2 separate regions of the Mustela erminea genome follow, and region 1 is linked to region 2. The links are chromatin contacts, called in public Hi-C maps. All regions are on one chromosome and are shown on one strand. Each heading gives the region's core, a stretch centred on a gene start, on an enhancer-like site or on the middle of the called end of the contact. The rest is flanking DNA. Distances are from core to core; before and after follow the strand shown.

Region 1 (7,085 bases), core at 1,965-4,464, 130 kb after region 2:
TGCGCAGCTTCTCAATGTCCCACTGCAGGTCCTCCACTGTCGTCTCCATCTCCAGCACCTTGGTCTCTGCTGATGTCACTTTATCCTGGAGCTCAGAGTACTGGAGACAATGACAGGGTCAGATGCTTAGAGCAGGGAACTTGGGTCCCTGAGAGCCTTCGTATGCGTCTAATCCAAACCCTGCCCTGGTTTTAATCCCACCTCCAACGAGATGCGGTGGTGCTTCTCCTGTAGCTGGGTGGCCAAGTCCTGCAGCCGCCGGTTCTCACGACCCAGCTCCCGGGTGCGTGCCCGAGCCACCTCACCGGGGGGCTCACTGTCCCCTGAGAAGGCAGGGCTCGGGTAAGAGCCAAATCCAGGGCCATGGGGCAAAGTACTAACTCATTCTGGAGTCTGCTATGTGCCCAGGGTGATCCACCAGCTGTCTTGCCCGTTTCTCAGGACAAAGCCCGGAGTCTTTTATCTCCACTGCACAAAGGAGGAAACCAGCTCAGAGAGGAGAACCATCTGCCCAGAATGACAGGACTAGGGCTGGGAGAGCCTGTCAGCCTGCAAGGCCTGGACACTTGCTACTACGCTTTGTGGGCCAGCCACTGCAACTAAGATCTGTGCAAAGTGTTCCAGAGAAGTCTCCAGCTGGAAGGCAGTGGCCCCAGAAGCATCAACTCCTCCCTCCTCTCTGGAGCGCAACCCACGAACCAAGGGCAGAGCCGCATCTACTAACTACCGCTTTCCCAAGAACGTGGCTAATTCATTCCCTGGAGAATTTTGGCTGCCCCTGGACCCGGGCATTGGGGGGACACAACCAGACACAAGTGGGGACGGACACCTCTGCGGTGGGACACAGAGAACTAACCTCGGCTGTACACTCGCTGACAGAGTTCCTCCACCCGGCGCTGCAGGCGGTCTGAGGCCTCCACGACTCGGGACACGGCGGCCTTGGAGAACTCCATCCGGCCCTGCAGCTGCAGCTCCACCTCCTCACTACTGCTGGCGCCCAGGGCCACCACAAAAGCCAAGGCTGGCTCACTGAGCGGGGGCCGCAGCTGCACGGGCAGGGGCTCTGTGGGAGGTGGACAGACCCTCATGAGGATCTCAGGAGGTTGAGAGCAGCAGTTACCGCCACTCCATACCAAGTTCCAGACTGAGCCCTTTGACACCCTGATTCAACACACGCAGTGCCCGTTAATACACTGGTGTCCCCATCATCAAAGTGAAACTACGGAGGCCCAGGAAACTAAAGTAATTCCAAGGCCACGGAGCTTCCAAATCATTCCTCAGGGAAGCCGCCTCTGTCTTCGCCAACTCAACGAGACCCACACACAAGTGCACATACACTAATGCCCTTTCATGGGCTCCTATTCTTTTTACTTGTGGTTTATAATCACTTCCTCCCCGATGGCAAAGACAGTGTTTCTTTTTTGGCTTATCTTTGTCTCACCCAAGGCTGTTACAGTATGAACTCACAATTATCACTTGGTATTGTTACTTTCTGAATTAAATGAGTGTCAAACCTGACACGCACTATGAACCAGGTCACTCAGATTCCAAAGCCTGGGGCCCGAGTCCTTAACCGCTACTTCTCGCTATCCAAACATGAAGTCAGATGTGTGTCTGTGTGAAGGGTGGTCAGGAACTCAGGAGGTTAATACAAAAGTTCCCTCTTCAGCAGGACCGTTCCCAGGACTTAATTAAGCTCCCCAGCTCCTAGGGCTCTGGCCCTACCCCTCAGGTCCGATGTCCCTGGCTCTGTGAGAGGGGTCTCATCACGCGTCGGCCCCTCCTGGGTCCCAGGCGCCTCTGTCCCTCCAGACAGCTCCCCCTGGCTCTCATGGTGTCGGAGAAGGGCTTCCACAGTTTCATCCAGCTGAAGGGAGAAAGCACCAAAAATGTTATGAATCCCTCAGGTGCTTCCCAGCATGACGCTCGTTTTCCAGGAGAGCAGCAGAGGACGGGCAGCGGGATCAAGGCCGGGTCTTGGGAAGCAGAGGGGCAGCCACCTGGGCCCAGTAGCGATTGACAATGAGGAGCGTGGCGTCATCTGTGGCCTGCCGCTTCTCCAGCTTCTCGATTCGCTCTCGGAGCTCGTCTTCACAAGCCTGCCGCTGTTCCAACCGCTCTGCTAGTTTCTTGTTCTTGAACTGCAGAACCTTGAGGTCCATCTCCTCCTACCAAAGGAGAACAAAAGGAGAGCAATCAGAGAGGGAGAGAAGGGCGCGCTGGGGCGGCGGGGGCAGGACCCCCACCCTAACCACCGGCAGGATCTACGGACATCTAGGCGCCCAGGAGAAAGCCCCTAATCGTGCGGGGGGCCAAGGTCTGCTTCTGCCTCCGTCTAACTCTCGGTCTCTGACAGGTCGCGCGCTGCTGCCAACCCGTTCCCCTATCTGCAGAAAGCAGGCAGAGGTCAGTCCCCGGCTTCTCTCAGCAGCGCGTGCTGGAAGCGGCCCCCGCTCGGCCTGGGGAGCAGGGAGCCCAGGCTCCGACGATTCGGCGCTCGGAGATGGGACAAGCTGGGAGGGCCGGGCCGGAGCCCACGCACCGTGGACGAGATGCCCCCCAGGCGAATGGGCTCTATCAGCGTGGTGGTGGTCTTCTCCTCGCGGCTCAGCTTCTTCTCCGGGGGCCCCGAGCCCCCGTCGCCGGCGGCGCGTTTGTTGCCGGGTCCGGACATGGCCGCGGCTGCGAGGAGCGCCGCAGGGTCTCCCGAGGGACGTCAGGAGGGCGTCGGCGGCACTTCCGTCACCTGAAGACGACAGAGAGCAGAGGTGGCGAGGCGGCCAGTGCTCCGCAGCCCCAGGCCTTCCCCGCACACACCTGCCCGGGACCCTCACCCGCGGCGGACCCGGCCTCGCGCCATCTTGGACTTCGCCGGACGTCACCGGCCTCCTCAGCGCACAGCGCAGGCGCCGCAGGCAGTGCCGGATGTGGCGAAACTGCATTTCCTGTTTCTATTGGTCGCGCTTTGTCCCGCCTCTCGGGCCCGGTTCGGTCTCTTCCTCTTTCTCCCGGTGATTGGCCAGCAGACAGTTCCCGTGGCAACGGACACCACACGCCCATCCTCCAGCCCTAAGGGCATCGCCTACCTCCAGTTAGCCACTTTGGAGCGAGGGCACGGGGGCGGAGCCTGAAACTTGCTGCGCATGCGCCCTCGCTTCTCACTGATTGGTGAGCGTCCTGCACTTGCTCCCCCCCGCCCCGAACTCCCTTAGCAACGGTCGCCGCTGAGACGGAGGGAGACGCTCGCTGCGGATTGGCCGCCCCGGCCTCTCTGCGCCGCGGATTGGCTGAGGCGTCGCCGGAGGGAGGACTTGACAATCGCGGCCCGAGAACCGGCGTTCCCAGGACCCGGGCGGGACGCGGCCCGCGCTGACCCGCGCCCCGGAAGAGCGACGAGATGATCCGCCACAAGTCCAGCCAGTTGACGGCCCTGAAGACCCCGTCGGAGCGTGACCAGCCCTCCGCGCTGCAGCGGGAACCCCAGAGGGGCCTCGGCTCGGTGGATGGGTCCGCCACGCGGATGGCGACGGGGGCGCGGCCCGGGTCCGGCACCACGGCGGCCTCGGAAGAAGCGGATGAAGACCCTGCGGCCACCTTGTTCCCGGTGAGGGCGGGACAGCGCGGTCCGCCCCGCAGCGCTGGCGAAAGGGCTCCCCGGCAGGGCGTCCCCGCCGTGCTTCTCAGCGTTCCGGACGTTCTCGGGTGCCTTGAAGAGGCAGGGTCGTGACTCCCACCGTTCGCTGGTCGTGGGCCGTGCTCGGGGCCTCCCGAAGCCTGGCCTGCCGGCGTGGCTCGCACACGAGCCTTAACACGAGAAGGCCCGCGAGCAGGTCCTTAGGCGGGAGAGTCCGGAGGGCTCAGGGACCGGGGCCGGGGTGGCAAAGCTCCGCCTGCCCACTCCGTTTTCTCTCCGCAGCCCCCGCTGCCCCAACCGCGGATCTGCCTGTGGTGAGTGTGAAGGACCTTGGGGAAAAGCGGCACCGTAGGCGCATTATTCCCCCAACAGGCCTGTCGGACAGCCGCGGCACCCCGTTTGCTAGATGAGGAAACTGCAGTTATCCAAGACCACTAGAGCTCCAGGCTTCCTGCCTCCCCGGTCCAAAGAGGGGTGGGAAGGCGCCTACGGCTGTGGATGCACCACCCGCGGCTGCGGGGCCCTGTGCAGCCCGAGACGAGAACTCGTTACCTAACCCTCCGCTTTATAAATGACGAGAACCCCGGGCGCTCCTCTACACCGCGCCCGTCACTTACAGACGGAGAACGTTACACCCGCAGAGGAAGTGACTTGCCCCGTGAGGGTAGTAGAAGGGCGAACCCTCAAGCTCAGGTCTCCCGGTTCCTGGTTCCCAGCCCAGTGCTCTAGCCATCGCAGCCCGGTCAGGGGACTAAGGCCTGCCGGCCACCAACACCTGTTCTCTTTCCTTACGGCAGGAAGTACCTGGATACGCATTCCATGCACAGGCTGCAGAAGACAGCCAGCACGGAGGAGATGAGGGAGTATGGGGACCGGGCAGGGAAGAGCAGAAGCGCTGGCTCCTGGGAGGGCTGAGAGGGCCGGGCTGGAAGGCAGGATGCGCAGCTCCAGGATACGCGGGGCACCGGTGTGGGGTGGGGAAGGGGCTGCTCAGTTCTTCCTTCCTGTCTCCCTCCCAAGGGTGCTAGCTGAGCTCTTGGGGCTAAGCTGTCCTGAGCCAAGCCCGAAGGAGGCCATCACCCTGGACCTCTTCTCCCACGCACTTATCTTCTGCCGTCAGCAGGGCTTCTCGCCGGAACAGACATCCACAGCTTGTGCCCTGCTCCAGGACCTTCATAAGGCCTGTGTTGGTGAGAGGAGGCAGCGACCAAAGGGTTTCAGCCCAGGGGACAGCGGAGGCGGGGATGGCACACGGGGCCACGGGAAGCAGTCGTGGGCCACCCCCTGCAGTCTTGGTTCTGTCGTCACAAGCAGCATTATCACGCACAAGCTACTTCAGCTTTGAAACCACTGCTTCCTTAGACAGCACCAGCCTGACGAGACTGCTCTGAGGAATACTGGGGGAACTACCACCAGTACAGACAGGCTCCGTCACCTCCCACTTTGTTCCGGGAACTGATATCCCGGGGGATGTTCAACAAGGGCTGAAATTCCGTAGTTTTTGTTTTATTATATGTTACTTAAGGGCAGGATCTCGTCTGCTGTGTTCAGTGCCTGGAACAGTGCATTGTGGGTGCTGCTGAGTGAGTTAATGAAACAGGCACTTAGCCTTAGAGCTGTTCACTTCCAGAGCTCATGCTCAGTGAGGTAGCCGGTGAGGGAGCGAAATGAGTGACGATCCAGGAGGGGACTCGCTTGTCCGTCTTGTTTCTCTCCCAGCAACCCCCCTGGGCAACGTGGAGGAATGTTACCGCTACTTCATCAGTGTCCTTTTTTGCCACGGAGTCAGGGTCAGTTCCCCTGACACGAGATCCTCGGCCTCCCACAGCTAAGCTCTAGCCCAGTCTCCCGGCGCACACGCCTCACCCTCGTCTTCCTCTGAAGGCTGCAGGGGGCTCTCCCTGCTCCTCCACAGCTGGGCACCTGGAGAAAAGGGCAGGGTTCCTGGGCGAGGTCAGTCCGCTCACTCCCAACCACCCCCACAGCGGCCCCCCTTCAGCATCAACCTCTTTAGGGAGGAACAGCTGCTGGCCCTGGCAGATTATGTGGTCAACACCTACTTCCGCCACTTCAAGCTCTACAAATACGTCTTCACGCCCCAGGTACGGAGGCCGCCCTTCACCTCCCCCACTCGGCGCAGACGTCCGCCTCTCAGCCTCCTCCTCCTCCTCCCCAGGTGCGACTGGATCTGTCTTTGACTTACGTGGGGCTGCAGCCCCCCAAGCTCTTGCCAGAGGAGGAGACAGGTAGGGAAGACGGCTGGGGCTGGGGCTGGGGCTGGGGCTGGGGCTGGGGCTGAAGGCTCTTGCGGCTTCTGGCCTGCAGAGAAAGGCGGCGAGGAGGCGGAGCAGGGCGTCAGCCCACAAGAGGAACCAGAAACGGGGGTCCAGCCGGAGCCGGAGCCGGAGCCGGAGCTGGAGCCAAGTGAGGATGGGTTAGGTCCCCCGTGACTTTGGGCAGGTATAAAATGAAGGGTTTGGACCACATCAGGACTGCAGGTCAGTGTTAGGCACAGTGCCCTTTCTCCAAATGCTTCCTTATGCAGAAGTCCAAGGTGACAAACAGGTACTAAGACGCAGCTGCTGGGAGGGAGGCAGGAGGTATCTGCCTCCGGATCCGCAACCCGGAGGACCTAGGCCGGCCAGCTCCGCCCCCCTCTCTGCGGAAGGGGTGTGGCTGCTTTCCCTGAAACAAAGCGGCACTGCCGCGGGCGCGGCGGCACAGCATCTCTGCTGACCTGCCCCTTCTCTCCTGTCCCGGCAGGCCGGGTCTCCAGCCTGCAAGCCTACATCAGGACCCAGATGAACAAGGAGCTGAGGCAGCTCCAGCAGCTGATGGAGGAGCAGCTCCAGGCCAGCGAGGACCGGCTCAGCAGCAAGCTGACCACCCTAGAGCGGCCCTTCCAGCCGCCACCTGGCAAAGGCAAGAACAAGACCAAGTGACCCCCAGCATTTTCCCCAATAAACGCCCAGGACAGGGCAGCCCCATCCCCACCCTGCTCCCTGAGCACCTTCTGGGCTCCCGTGCCAAAGCCGGACACCAGACACTGGGCACCAGCTCCCTCTGGCGCGCAGATTTTATTGCAAACGCGGCCGAAGCAGCACAGATGAGACCAGGCGTGGTGTTGCGAGTGGCTGCCTTCCCCCTCTGCTCCGACCCCAAAGCCCCGGCTGGTGGGGGCAGGGATACACGGCTGCTCTTCATGGTAGTACAAGCAGTGGTGGGCCTGGCCAGCCTGCGGGGCAAGGCCCGAGGCCAAAGCCCAGAAGAGCTGGAATGATAAAAATCCTCCTCCTGAAGAGTCCTACACTCTGGGGTCCCCGGGGCCAAAGTGCTAGCCCAGCGCCAGCACAGCATCCTCCTCCGGGATGGCAGTGGAGTCCCCCTCCTCATCAGGGCCCGAGATGGGAAAAGGCCCGGGGGGCCGGTGCTGGAAGAGCGCGGCGCGGTT
Region 2 (7,372 bases), core at 1,756-4,255:
CCCGGCCCCCGGCTGCTCGACGACATTGGGGGCGTCAGCAACGCCGAGGGCTGTGGGTGAATGGGACACAGGGTCAGGTGGGCCCACGGAGGCCCTGGCCTAGGACACTCGCGGCAGCTCCCCCCATTCCTAGGCAGCCAGAGCTTGCTCTCCTACCCCTGTCCCGGGGTGCGGGAGACGAGGAACAAGGAGATTGTCCCTCCTGGGGGGGCCGGGGGGGCACCACTCCCTCTACTCAAGGACTCTCTCCAAAGTGCTCACCTGGCTCCTTTGGGAGCCTGAGAACTGGCTTCCTGACCTCACTCCTCTTTCCTCTAACCCTTCCTCAGCACCCCCTTGGCTACCCAGGGGAGGAGGAAGGGCCTTCGGCCTCGGCTCTGACACCTCCACACCAAAGCTCCTTGGAAAGCCGGGGTTCCTTGTTTGTGGAGTTCCTCAGAGAGACCCCAGCTCTTCCCCCGGTACCCAAATGTACTACCCCCCAAGCATTCGCCAACCTGAACTCCCCCCCACTTCCCTCCAGATACCCACAAATTCCTGGGCAGAAGCTCTAGACCCTTCCTCCTCACTCCTTTCTCTCTCACACGCAGCTGCCACCCAATCTCTCTCCCCCCAAACCTATACACTGTCAACAGACCCAATAGGATGCCTGCCCTCCCCCACCCTCAGGGCTCTGAGACACCCTCCTCCCCATGCTGCCTCAGAGGCCCTCCTCAGCCCAACATCTCTACTGTTCTGCTCCCCCAACAAAGCTCCCTCTGCCCCAAGACACCTCCTCTTGGATCTCTCAGGTTAGCCTGGGCCATCTCCCAGACTCCCTGGGATTCCAGAATCCACCCTGACATCTCCACAGAACTCAGGATGGGCTCAGCCCGACATGTCTTCTCCCCCGCCCCCCAGCTTCCCAGGCTACTTTCCATCCCGAATTGTCTAGAATCCCTCGGGCTCCCCTTCCCGTGGAAACCAGATCCTCCAAGACCCCACAGAGACTCAGCAGGCCTGGAGGGGTCTCTTCGTGGCCAGAGTCTTACCCTAGCTTCCCCCTTTCCAGGGACTTCCAGACCCATCCATGGGGGGAAGGGGCCCTCCAGCGCTCCAGGGGAAGGGCCTGGAGGGCGGCGATGCGGGCGGGGATGGGGGTCTGCCAGGGGAAGCAGGGTCTAGGAAGGAAGGCCGGTCCCCAGGGTTGAGCGCTAACAGGAAGGAGGGCTGGGCACGAGGAGTTTGGAGCAAAGAGAGGGCGAGGCTGGGGGCGGGGAGGGTGGAGAGAGGCCGGGCAGAGGATGAATGGGAGTGGGAGCTGCCCCGATCTGGGGGTGAGGAGGAGCCGCACGAACCCACCTCACACGTGTCCCGGGAGCCATCTCTCCCTTCTCGGCAGCTCCCGGCGGGTCGGCGGCCATCGGCGGCGGGGGGGCCGGGCGGCGCGGGGCGCGGAACGCTCAGAACGCCGGGGTCCACGGCCCCCCGAGGGCGCTCGGCCCCTCCCTCCGGCGGAGGCCGGGACGGCGGCGAGTGGAGATGGGGGGCGCCGGGGGCGAGGCCCTCCCACGGGCTGCGGCGCGGCCCTTCCAGGGGGAGGTCCTGCTCTGGGGGGCTCAGTCCCTCAGCCCCCCCAGGCCAACGGGGGCTCCTCGGGCGCAGGGTGCTCGGCTTCTGCCCGGGCCCCACTCAGTCCGGGGTCCGAGTCACAGCTCCCCTCCCCCCACCCCGCCTCTTCCCAGCGCCCCCGGCCCTTTAACTGGCCCCTTCCCGGCCCCCACCGCCCAGGGGTCCAGGGCCAGGCCTGGGCCCCCCCCACCGTTTCCGGGGTTCAAGCCCCGCCCACCGCCGGTTCCCGGGGAGGGGGGGGTCCCTGTAACCTGCCCCCCTCCCCTGGGCCCGCCCCTGGACTGCGGCCCCCTGCCCTAGGGCTACCCGGCGAGTGGAGGGGGGTGAAGGAAGCTGCTCCGGCCCCGCCCCCCCAGCCTGCGCGCGCCCCCGCCCTCTCCCCCTCCCCCCAGCGCGCGACCCTCCAGAGACGGGGATTTAAATAAAATTTGAATAAATCCCCTTCCTCAAGGCGGAGGATGGAAGGAAAGGATGGAAGGGGGCAGGGAAAGGGGGAGGGGGCAATTGGGGTGCCTCAGCCCCCCTGGTCCCCCGGCCCCGCGCTGCTTCGGCCCGGGGCCCTGGCCGCCTCTCTCATCCCTCCTGAGCTCCTTCCTCCTTCCTCCTCTCTTCCCCCACCCCTCCCTCCTCCTTCCCTCCTCCTCCTCCTCTTTACTCCCTCCTTCTCCCAGAGGAACCCCGCCCCCTGCCCCCTCCTGTCCCCACCACCTCCACTTTCCAGGACGAGCGCGCGCAGGGCACGACGGAAGTCGTAGTCCTGCGGCCCGGGGACACCGTGGGAGCAAGGGGATGCTGGGGCCCGCGGGGACTACAAACAAGATGGCGGAGGGCGTGCCAAGCCGGGAGCCGAGGACGCCGGGAGTTATAGTCCGGTTGCCCCGAGGCTCCCCGTAGCCGAGGATAGAGAAGGAGCGGGAACGATGACTACAAACAAGATGGCCTTCTCCCCCGACCCGACCTCTTTCCCGGGCGCTCACACGCCCTCCTGTCCACAACCCTCCGCGTGTGTGGTACCTGACGGGAGTCGCAGTCCATCTGCTGCCTTCCCGCTGCCATTTCTACTCGTCAGGAACAATGGAAAGGTGAAAAGGAGCGAGGACTACAAGCAAGATGGCGGGAGAGGGGCGTACACCTGACTAGGAGTCGGTCTGATGAGGTGCGATGGGAACAGTAGTCTTCGGGCCTTCTCGCGTGCCTTAAGACTGGCGGAACCACGAGAATAAGGAGACTACCGTAAAGATGGCAGGCCACCTGGCCTCTCCCTGCCGCCTCATTCTACCACCTTGGGCACCTCGCCCGCCTGTGACATAGAGATTCCCTCCCGGTGGCGCAGAGCCTGACGGAAGTTGCAGTCTTCCCGGGTCCGCTCTATTATCTTCGGCGGAGACAATGGAAGGGAAAAGGGGCGGGGACAACCAGCAAAGATGGCGGCCGAAGGGAAGGGGAGATGGCGGCTTGGGATTTGTAGTCCATGCACTAGGGTTGTTCTCTTGTACGAACGCGGGAGAGGACTACAATGATGATGGCGGACCATCACCGGCTCTCTGCGGCAATGCCTGCTGGGGGACGTAGTCCCTTCCTCAGCCCCCGGAGAAAGGACCTGGGCTGTTGAAAGGTGCATCGCGACGGACACGCCCACTTGCGAGCCTACGGAAAGCGAGAGTGTCTTTCCGCCTCTGCCCGCCGCCTCTTTCCGAACCACCTGCCGGGACTTGTAGTCCCGCGCCCTGTACTCGCCAGCGGAGGGGGAGAATTTAGGTCACCGGTGGGGCTCAAGGCAGGTGAGGGAGGAAGACCCGCGGGAGTCCAAGGAATATATAATGTCGCCCCCGCGCGCGGCAAGGACTCTTAAGGGTCCTTGAGCGTAAGGCTCTCCGGGAGAACAGCAGTAAACGGCGCTGTCGCGGCAAGGGCGGCGTGGTTGTCGCCGACGGGACCGTCCCTCGGAAAGCCGGGGCGCCTCGCACCCGAGGCTGCTCCCCCAGGCCTCCGGGAGTCCGACCCGGAACCGACCCGGTCGTGAGGGCTCCGGCGAAGGGGCTCGCAAGTCCTGCGAAATCGGGAGTCGCGGAACGTCGGTCTTCTCGCCTGGGAAGTGGGGATGATGGCGCGTCCCACCGCGAAGGGTCCGTGCGTGAGCTCGACGCCCTCGGGGCCTGGCCCGGGGCCTGGCCCGGGGCTCGTGCGGGTCGCTCCTTTCTCGGGGCTCCTTCCTGCCCAGCCCTTCGGGGATCCCAGGCATCCGCCGCGCCGGGAGGGCTTCGCTCCCGGGAGGAGGAAACTGTGGCCGGCCGCCGGCCCGCATCCCCAGCCGCCGGCCCGCATCCCCAGCCGCCCCCGCATCCCCAGCCGCCCCCGCACCCCGCATCTCGAGCCGCACCCCGCCCCTCCTCCGAGCCCTCCTCCGAGCCCTCCTCCGAGTCCTCCTCCGAGTCCTCCCGCGTCCGCTACCGAGCACGGCTCCCAGGGGGCGCCCAGTCTCCGTGTGCCTGAGGTCCTGCAGCCTGGCCGGATGCCTCAGCCTTCAAGTAGCCGGTCGTGCCCACCGGCGGCCTCATCGCCGACCGGCCTCGGCGGCGTCCCTGCAGCCACCTCGGCGGCCAAAGCGAGCGGGACTGCTCCCCGCTTCGGCCTTCTCGATCTGCCTCCTCCGCTTGCAAAACTACCCACTTCCGACCTCCGGCTCTCCCCGCCTGTGTTGGAGCGCCCTGCGGAAGACTTGGGGTGGCTCTTCGGCCCGGGAAGTTCACGCCGGCCCGGGGAGGGCGATCTTGAGGTTGGAGGGACTGGCTTGAGGCCGGGCGGAGGCTGCCTCCAGCTCCCACCTTGTCAGGAGGCCCTTGGCTCTCAGGTGATGGTCTCCTCTGTGTGCTCGCTGCCTGAGCGCCGGCTTGCGTGATTGTTCAGGACTTTCTCCACCGCTTTTCCCACGGCCTGTTAGGTCCTTCCCCTCTCGCATCCCACTTCTCTAGTCTGCATCCTGCAGGTTTCTGTTTAAATGCCGCTGCCCCAATGAAGTCTTCCTGTGATTCCCAGATGAAATTCATTTATTGGCTCACTACATTGTAAGCGTTATGAGGTGTCCACTTCTGTGTTAATTCGGTGCTTTCAGCATCTCATCCGATCCTCAGAAGAATCCTAGGAGATAGAACCCTTTTATAGATGAGAAAACTGGGGACCCAGTTGACCCAGTTTCCAGAACCCCGGCTGAGGACTACTGCAACATCTACAAAGGGATCAAATTCCGCCGGATGTGTAAGCTTAGTTTGGAACAAAAACAATTGTTTGCAAAATTGTCCTGCAAAAATGGGTTTCCACTTTCACTTGAAATCCTGAAATCTAGCACTTTGGAAGGATGGCTTAGGACCACTCAGTGGTGGTGGTTTTCTTTTTGACGGCGTGGACTATAGGACTACAGGCCAGTTTCAGAAATAGGTGAGATCCCTCAGTCCCTCGAGGAACCGCTAGAAAGGAATAAAGGGCACTTGCCTCCTTTCAGAACTGTGGGTAGCCTTGGAGTGGGCTCACTGATTCAGCAGCCGGAGCGGCCCGTTTCTCCTGTCGCCCCGTCCTGTCCCGAAGGCTGCTCGCTGCTCTCCGTTCTCCGTCTCTTCTGGGTCTCTGGAGGTGTTGGTAGCTTCTAGAGCCGCCAGGATAGGCTAGGTTAAGTTGCAGTAACAAAGAACACCAAGTTTTGGTGGCTTCTAGCAAAGGTCGTTTCTTACTCTTGCTGCATGTCTAGTGCAGGTGGTCTGCTCCTTCCAGTCCCTCGGGGAAGAGACTCCATCTCCATCTGAGCTTCCATGTGACAGTTCTGCTCCCACTGTATTGGCCAGTCGATAACCCGACCTAACCTCAAAGGAGTCAGAACAGCGATGTCCCCACAGGCCTGGAAGAACTGGAACACTTGCGAGCAACCCTAATGACAAATACAGCTTCTTAAGAGCCCTAGGGGAAGTTCATTGCCCCCATATAGAAGATTTCCTGGGGAACATTCACTAGGAGATAGCTGCTGAGCGAGCTCTTCTGTTGTCCTGCGGTATGGCAACACCCACAGGAAGGAGAGAGCAGTCTGAAATACACCCAGCTAGAGTGGACAGGTGAACGGAAAAATGCCCCGGTGCAAGGCAGATGCAGAGGCATCTGCGAGTCATCACTGAAAGCAAGGTGCCCCTCAGGGCGTCTGTGTGGCTTGGTCAGTTAAGTGTCCAACTGCTGGTTTTGGCTCAGGTCCTGGGCTCAGGGCTGTGAGATGGAGCCCTGCGTCAGGCTCTGCACCCAGCCTGGAATCTGCTGGAGATGAGATGCCCACGGCTCGTCCTCTCTCTCTCTCTCTCTCTCATAAATAAATAAAATCTTAAGAAATAAAAATAAAGGGGCACCTGGGTGGCTCAGTGGGTTAAGCCTCTGCCTTCGGCTCAGGTCATGATCCCAGGGTCCTGGGATCGAGCCCCACATCGGGCTTTCTGCTCTGCAGGTAGCTTGCTTCCTCCTCTCTCTCTGCCTGCCTCTCTGCCTACTTGTGATCTCTGTCAGATAAATAAAAGAAAAAATCTTAAAAAAAAAAAAAAAAGAAATAAAAATAAAAACAAACAAACAGAAAATATCAAGTATGGACAAGAATGTAAGAAACTGGAATCCTGAAGCACCTGGGTGGCTCAGTGGGTTTAAAGCCTCTGTCTTTGGCTCAGGTCATGATCCCAGGGACCTGGGATCGAACCCTGAATCCGGCCTTTCTGCTCACGGGCAGTCTGCTTTCTCCTCTCTCTCTCTGCCGGCTTCTGCCTACTTGTGATCTCTGTCTGTCAAATAAATAAAATCTTTTAAAAAAAAGAAACTGGAGGCGCCTGGGTGGCTCAGTGAGTTAAAGCCTCTGCCTTCGGCTCAGGTCATGATCTCAGGGTCCTGGGATTGAGCCCCACATCGGACTGTCTGCTCAGCAGTGACCCTGCTTCCTCCTTTCTCACTCCGCCTGCCTCTCTGCCTGCTTGTGATCTCTCTCTGTCAAATAAATAAATAAATAAAATCTGAAAAAAAAATAAAATAAAATGAAAAAAACTGGAATCCTTGTGCGTTGCTGACAGCAGTGTAAGATACTGCAGCTGATGTGGAGGACGGTCTGGCAGGTCCTCAAAAAAAAAAAAGACACCCATGAACTTAATGTGTAATTAATCAGTTAATCAAACATAGAATTACCATATGATCTGGCAATCCCATCTGGGGTATGTATCCAAAAGAACTGAAAGCAGAAACTGGAACAGATACTTGGCACACACTCGGTCATAGCAGAATTATTAATTAATCACTGAACTACATGTCTGCCAGTGGGTGACCAGATAGATCAATGGGATATTTCCAACTTTAAAAAGGCATGAAATTCTGATACAAGCCACAACATGTATGAACCTTGAAGACAGGATACTAAGTGAAACAAACAGACACCCTCTGTGTCTGGGGCATCTCGAGGAATCACATTCACAGTAATGACCCCCAGGGCCAGGGTCAGAGGGAATGGATGGCGAGTTATTGTTCAACGGGTACCGGATTTCAAATTGGGAAAATTAAAAAGTTCTGGAGATAGATGGTGCTCATGGTCCCCAAGAATGTGGGTATACTGAAGGCCACGGAAATGTACACTTAAAAATGATTAAAATGGGGGCACCTGGGTGGCTCAGTGATGAAAATGGTCAATTTTATGTTATATATATTTGACCACAAGCTACAAAGGCAACAAACCACTTCATTATAGTAAGGGGGGAAG

The links. A called contact is a pair of places that touch in the nucleus more often than the background predicts.
Region 1: a Hi-C map of skeletal muscle shows a contact between it and region 2, with 8 times the contacts expected there. The contact joins the promoter of CCDC189 here to the promoter of FBXL19 in region 2. A contact is called at or near these places in 2 of 3 Hi-C or Micro-C datasets (skeletal muscle and spleen).

The regions. Positions count from the first base shown.
Region 1 is chr20:729,836-736,920 of mMusErm1.Pri, forward strand. CCDC189 (coiled-coil domain-containing protein 189) reads left to right here and starts at 3,215. Exons shown (of 10, transcript XM_032328357.1): 1 at 3,215-3,604; 2 at 3,917-3,948; 3 at 4,432-4,497; 4 at 4,655-4,824; 5 at 5,354-5,424; 6 at 5,519-5,568; 7 at 5,649-5,736; 8 at 5,811-5,880; 9 at 5,960-6,058; 10 at 6,398-6,621. The coding sequence starts at 3,398. The coding sequence ends at 6,576. RNF40 (E3 ubiquitin-protein ligase BRE1B) reads right to left here and starts at 2,917. Exons shown (of 19, transcript XM_032328353.1): 1 at 2,543-2,917; 2 at 2,001-2,168; 3 at 1,726-1,867; 4 at 857-1,063; 5 at 202-323; 6 at 1-100. The coding sequence starts at 2,674. It overlaps PHKG2 (phosphorylase b kinase gamma catalytic chain, liver/testis isoform), which reads right to left. Exons shown (of 11, transcript XM_032328355.1): 11 at 6,693-7,085. The coding sequence ends at 6,969.
Region 2 is chr20:600,524-607,895 of mMusErm1.Pri, forward strand. FBXL19 (F-box/LRR-repeat protein 19) reads right to left here and starts at 3,006. Exons shown (of 11, transcript XM_032326996.1): 1 at 2,626-3,006; 2 at 1-50. The coding sequence starts at 2,667.